Regions from separate parts of the Mus musculus genome. Here region 1 is linked to region 2. A link is a contact called in public HiChIP or PLAC-seq data. All regions are on one chromosome and are shown on one strand. Each heading gives the region's core, a stretch centred on a gene start, on an enhancer-like site or on the middle of the called end of the contact. The rest is flanking DNA. Distances are from core to core; before and after follow the strand shown.

Region 1 (3,374 bases), core at 412-2,911, 210 kb after region 2:
CTGCCTCGGCCTCCTGAGTGCTGGGCTTGTAGGTATGAGTCACAAAGCCTGGCTTTATGCACACACACGTTGCCAGAGTGCTGAGAGGACAGATATGGGCCTCAAGCCATGGCTAAGGAGACTGACACTGGGTAAGCTCAGCCACTGGCCATCACGGGGTGACAGTGACATCAGCAATGAATGTGGAGAGAACTGGCTGGGAGGTTCCAGTTCAGTGCCCAAAGCCCCATTTGTTTCAGGCATTGCACATGGGGACATGCAACTTAACTGCAAGGCGAGGCTAGCTGGTGAGGATGGGCCGTGCTTAGCTTCTGTCCCATTGTCCCTTTGAAGGGATTTTTCTTAAAGTGATTCATTATTTTTTTTTTTTAAAGATTTATTTATTATTATATGTAAGTACTCTGTAGCTATCTTCAGACACACCAGAAGAGGGAGTCAGATCTTGTTACGGATGGTTGTGAGCCACCATGTGGTTGCTGGAATTTGAACTCCAGACCTTCAGAAGAGCAATTGGGTGCTCTTACCCACTGAGCCATCTCACCAGCCCAAAGTGATTCATTATTACCATTGCAACAATTATTACTACCATCACCACCATCACCATCACTGTCACTATCATCACCACCATCATCACATCACCATTATCACCACCAACATTACCACCATCACCACCACCATCATCACATCACCATTATCACCACCAACATTACCACCATCATCACCACCATCACCGTCACCATCAACACCATCATCACTACCATCATCACCATCACCACCATCACCACCATCGTCACCATCAACACCATCATCACCATCATCACCACTATCACCACCATCACCATCCCCATTATCTGTTCAGCACTTACTATCTGTTGGACCTTGTCCAAATGTTATTTTTTTAAACTCCATTCTTCACCAGTCACTTATGGTGTGGCAGAGACACAGCTCTCAGTTAACCTTCACTATTTCCCTGTGAGCCATTGAAAACCATTTTTTTTTTCATTTCATAGATGCATAAATTGAGGCTTTGTAAGATGTCCTGGGCTACTCTGATATGGACCCAGTTGTGCCTGTCACCAGACCCCATGCTGACCTCCATTCTCCACTGCCTCCTGAAGGCACTGGGGACCCTTCCTCCTCTCCATCTGAGCTCAGCGCACACTCCTACCATAACTACCCAGCCCCTGGACAAGAAAGGGCCAAGCCCAGCTCTTGTAAATGTACACCCTGAGGAGACCTCGATGTGTGATTGTGATTTCACCAACTTGTGACACTGCCCTCTCTGCCCGTGTTTATAGGCGAGCCCCACCAGGCAAGTGCAAATACAAGCCAGTGCCCGTGAAAACCAAGAGTAAGAAGGTCCGGTTCCGGCCACTCGCCGGTGAGTCCCTTCCTGAGGTTTGGCTTAGTCATGGGTACAGCCACATCCTTAGCAAACACGTGGTAATCCCCTGGGTGGAGGGTCAGACTTTCCTGTTTTCTTCTTGTAATATTTATTGTGTCTGCATGCTTTGCCTGCATTTGTATATGTGCACTGCCTGTGTGTGTGTGTGTGTGTGTGTGTGTGTGTGTGTGTGTGTGTGCAGGAGCCTACAGAGCCCAGAATGAGGCTTCAGATGCCCTGTAACCCGGGTTCCTGTTGGTTGTGAGCCACTGGGTGGTGCTGGGAACTGATCCTGGGCCTTCAGCAAGAGCAGATAGTGTTCTCAATGGCTGAGCTGTCTTGAGCTCCAGGGGTCATAATTCCTCTCTAAAGGGTTATGAGGACTATTAACTTGTAGCTCAGTGTATGCATCTCTTCTGCAGACCGGAATTAGTGGGATGCCTGCTTCTACTGTGATCTGCTGTCCTCTAGTCATCCGTCCATGCATGCATGCAATTGTTTATGTATTCATTCATTTGGTGATAATTATTCAGTATTTACTTTGTGGGAGGTTCTGTGCTAAGCCTGGAGATACAGCAACAGATACTCAACACCTCTGACCTATGCAAATTTGGAGTCAGATGGGAGGGGGACATAGAGAAATAAGTTAGTTGTGAGGTTCTGGTTTGGAGGCTATGTAGGTTACTGTGAGGGAGCCTGAGGTGAGGAATTCTTCATGGTAAAACAGGGAGTCATGGAAGACTTTTAAGAGGCAAGATGCAATCTTAGGCAGACATCCCAGAACCACTTATCTCTGGAGTGACCTCAATCCACAAAGGAAGGCATTTACTGCCAGGCCTGATAGGGGTATTAAAACAATGTCAATACAAACAATTGATACCACAGTTCCCTTATGGCAAGCTGGGTGTGGCGGCACTCACAGTACCAGTTCCTCAGGAGGCAGAGGTAGGAGGATTGCTTGAACCAGAGTTGGAGGCCAGCCCAGAGAACTCTGCCAGGCCCTGTGAGGTTCCTTAGGGCTCCTTTTACAGCTTCTTCCTGGGGTGTCCCTTTCTCACTGAATCAATGCTTACCTTCCAGCCACAGTCTTGGACTTGCTGAAGGAGGAATCGCAGAAAGCAGCCCGAAAAGCATCCAACGCAACCTTCACTTCTAGCTCAGACAGGGTTGCATCTCAGAAGGGCTCCCTCAAGAAGCCAGCTTCTTCCCGAAGCAGCAAGAAAACATTTCGAAGGCCTGGTACCAAGAAGAAAAGCAGAGTGTGGTCCCCACGTCCCCAGGGCAAGAGGAAGCCCAATCTTGACAGCCATGGTGTAGGGATGAGACAGGCCGCAGGCAGAAGTCACCCATGACCTCTTGGTCATCTTGGCCGATGAGACCTGAGACAGGAGAATGCTTCACTGAGTGCATAATGCTGTCCATTCTGAGTCTGGGACTCAGACAGTCAAGAAGCCTGGGTGGCGGTGGGCTGTTTTCTGTGTGGTCTTTTCCCTCCCTGGGAAATCTTGCTGTCTACTGAAGAAACATGAGCCTGGTCTGCGGGCAGCATTTCTGTGGAGATACCACAGCCCACAGGACCTTGCACGTGGCTTATGGCATGTCCAGTGTGCATACCTGCCTGGCATCCCACCTGACATCCTTTCTACCTGGGGTAATAAATTACCTTTGGCTTACACGTACACATCCTTTGATCTCAGTGTTTGGCAATGGGGAATCTAGCATGTTTCAGCCAGCTTGCTTTAGCAGCTCGCTCCTCTCTGCTGCTGCCTGTGACTGGCTCCTATGTAAGCCCTCTGGAAGATAGATGGCCCCTTTCTTTCCTCCAGACAGAAGCCTGTGAACTGAAGACAAGGAGGCTTGCCTCTGATCCTCCAGCAGTTGTTATTTGGGTTCAGCTAATGGCCAATAAACACAACTGCATTCCATTTGGGGTCCTCTGTTTGCCCTCTCTGTATGCTTCATTTTGAAATCTCCTGATCTTGCTTAGCCT
Region 2 (3,330 bases), core at 5-2,504:
ATCCGAAGCCTAACACCATTGTAACCGATTAACTCGGCAGCAGGAACTGCATTCACCATGTGACCCACCAGCACCGGCCTTTGCTTTCTGTTGCTGTGATAAACACCATGACTAAAAGCAGCTCGAAGGGGAAAGAGTTTATTTCAGTTACAACTTAGGGTCCATTATGAAAGAAGTCAGGGCAGGAACTCAAGGCAGAAACTTCGGGGGGCAAAACTGAAGCAGAGGCCACACAGAAACGCTACCTAGTGTGTTTCCCAGGCTCGGTATCTTCTCACACCACCCTGGTCCACCGTAGGCCAGCCCCTCCTCCATCGATCATCAAACAAACAAACAAAAATGCCCCCACAGATTAGACTACAGGCCAATCTGATGGAGGAGTTCCTGCAATTGAGGTTCCCTCTTTCCAGATGACTCTAGTTTGTGTCGAGCTGTGACAAAATCAACCAGCTCTGCTATCATGTGCTACTAGAACATGTTCATCTTTCCAAAACGAAACTCCATGCTCATTAAACAAATCCTAATCTTCTCCCCCACCTAAGAATTTTGGACAAATTATATAGGTTTGTAGATCCTATGCAAACACTTTTAATACCAATTTACACTCTTTTTTTCCCCATGTGTGTGTGGTATTCAGGAGTGTATAGATTGTGTTCTCATATGTGGTGGGCACTCAGAACTGGGCATACGTGTATGGGTGCAGCGTGTGTGTGTGTGTGTGTGTGTATGTGTGTGTGCATGCGTGCATATGTACATATGTACGTACATGCATGTCGGCCAAAGGTTGCATGAATGTCTTCCATAATGACCCTCCACTTCATCTACTGAGGCTACTTCCTTTCCAATCCTGAAGCTTGCCACTTCAGCTAGTGAGCTAGCCACCTTGCTCCAAAAATACCGTCTCTACTTCCAAAGCTCTGGGGTCACAGGTGGCCCAGCACACCCACCTAGCTTTTACAAGGTCTCTGGGAATCCAAACGCTGGTCCTCCCTCATACTTCAGTAGCAAATGCGTCATCTACTAGGCCATCTCCCCAGCCCTCACACTCTGCTCGAAGCAAACATATTTATAACTAGAAATAAGATAATGCCCTTATCAACTCTGTTCTCCTGTGGATTTCAAACGAAGCTGGTGTGGTTTCCATGGAGGCGACTTACAAAACAGTCAGGTGTTTCTGTTTCTGACCTCTTGATGACTGAAAACAGTAGATTCCAAGAGTAAGAGAGACACATAGCAGGAATCTTGGCATTGTACCCATTAGCTGAAGGTCTGGGTGGGTGCGTCCCTAAGGACAAGTTAGTCATTTGAAATTGTAGTCATATTTGTCTTTCTTCAGCAACAATGGGCACTCCCACATCTGGGACTGCCGGACTACAATGGGCATTGCCATATGAGTGACCGGCATACAAATGTCACTTTGTTTTCCATACCCACTCTCTCAAAAGAAATCAAAGCTAAGCAGAATATTCCTGGGTGGGGGCAGGGGTCTTCACCTACTCAATTCCAATACAAACTAGCAAAACAAGCCAGTTTTCGGTAAAATTGCACTCTGTGGTCTGATAATTAAAATAGACCCACAGCTTTAACTCAGAGAGCTCACAGCTAGGAAGAAAACGAATGTTCAGTGCTGGGTCTCAGGGTGAGGAGAAATATATTTGTGCGGTAGGAATGTTGCTCTGTGGTAGAGCACGACCCTCGCATGCAGGAACCCCAAGGCTATTTTCTTTCTGGTGCCTCTCAGGCTTACCCATACCCAGGACATCAGGGCAGACATTGTCACCTAGAAGTTTAAGCTCGAGAACAATGCAATTGCCAATAAATAAACAATCATTTAAAACCACATTGTTTTCAAAAAGTTTATAATTGTGCAGGTAACCTCAGCCATTTTAAGGGGAGATTCACCTTCCCTGCAGAACTATGTAGATTTGTTAAGATGTCACTTCCTTTTGTCCCCTCCCCATTCTTTCAGAAAGTTAAACGAAAATACAGTGCAGGCTAATTGTATTTTCCTTGGGGGAAGAGGAGCATGACAGAGCCATAAAAGGGTCTTTATTTCCTTACCTCTTTCATCCCTCCTTGCAGTCCTGTGGAATTTTGATAGTGGAGGCATGGAGCCTGGAGAATGTAAGGGGAACGTATGCGGCGTTTCTGAAAAATGGAGCACGGGACCCACCCTTCCAAGAAAACACTAAGTGATTGCTACCTCACGCCCACATCCTTGCCAGCGGTCTCTCCAAGGAGCCCATTGGCAACATTTCTTGAGTTCTCAGTGCTCCCTGGCCTCTTCCCACCAGCTTCAGCCTCCCCTCCTCCCCCGCCCCTCCCCCTCCCCCTTCTCTGCTTCTCCCTTCTCCCTATCTCCCAGCCCTCCTTTATTTTAAACAGAAAGGAGGCTGGAGGAATCAAATGGAAGTCTAGTATCCAGTTCTTTAACCCACAACATGCTAATTACACTTGCGGTCCACATTAGACCTAGTGTCCGTTCCCTGCTGACAGCGAGCATCTTCTTGGGTCAGCGCATCTCCACACTGAGCCCCACAGGTATTTCTCCTTTGCCAGTCAGACTTTGCCAACAGGAAGTACAGAAGGAGATTGGGATCCTGGAAGCAGAGAAGGGCTTAGCTGTTTTCCTAACATCATTACCTCAGGCCTCTCATTTTAGAAGCAGTCATGAGGACCAGGTCCCAGCTTCTATCCTGCTTCCAAACCTGCCTTAGTCTTCTCAGTGTACCCTATGGCTGTGCAGCCCCTCCCGAGAGGGGAGGCTCCGGTCCCACTTCTGCTAACTCCACCTTCCCTTTGTTCCCGTGACCTAGCATACTCAGCTCTCTGTAAACGTTTGTTCAGTGGAGAGTGAACAAACATCCTATCTACTCAAGGGCGTGGGAAATTGAAGCATCTTCTTGGATGTCTGTTATCCAAAGCTTTCCCAGTTTGAGAAGATTGTCTTGCCAGAGTGCCAAAATGCCAGGAATTAAAGTCAACAACCACCCCACCCCGTTTTCTCATCTGGAACCCAGAGAGGGTCTGAGCTGGATGAAGAGAGCTTACAAAGGGAACTCCATCAAAATAGCAAGCCCTTGCCTAGCTACCATTATTTCCTGGACACTGTGAAACAAGAACATGGAGGATGGGTTAAAATGACTTACTAAAATCATTCAAGTTTAGTCCACCAGTCACCCAAACGCTACAAAATATGGACCATTTTCTAACACAGATTAGAGCCAGACCCTAGGCAGCTTATGTTCCCCTGGTGAAAAAAAACGTGAAAGAGTATCACTTAGGAACATGTGTGCACCAAGAGAATACCGGACCACAGTTAACGGTTAA

Evidence for each region. HiChIP or PLAC-seq counts read pairs in DNA pulled down with a chosen protein or histone mark.
Region 1: a contact with region 2 is called in a FOXA1 HiChIP or PLAC-seq map of pancreatic cancer cells. The contact joins two enhancer-like sites.

What each region holds. Positions count from the first base shown.
Region 1 is chr1:183,433,745-183,437,118 of GRCm38.p6, forward strand. Hhipl2 (hedgehog interacting protein-like 2) reads left to right here. Exons shown (of 9, transcript NM_030175.5): 8 at 1,299-1,381; 9 at 2,465-3,309. The coding sequence ends at 2,736. Among named protein-coding and RNA genes, the nearest start is that of Hhipl2, 17 kb to the left of the region's middle. Within about 2 kb of position 1,662, at least 14 of the 459 cell types and tissues checked have an H3K27ac peak or open chromatin away from gene starts, as enhancers often do. A contact at or near this core is called in pancreatic cancer cells, where this site is marked.
Region 2 is chr1:183,226,572-183,229,901 of GRCm38.p6, forward strand. No RefSeq gene overlaps it. Among named protein-coding and RNA genes, the nearest start is that of Disp1, 6.7 kb to the left of the region's middle. Within about 2 kb of position 1,255, at least 8 of the 459 cell types and tissues checked have an H3K27ac peak or open chromatin away from gene starts, as enhancers often do. A contact at or near this core is called in pancreatic cancer cells, where this site is marked.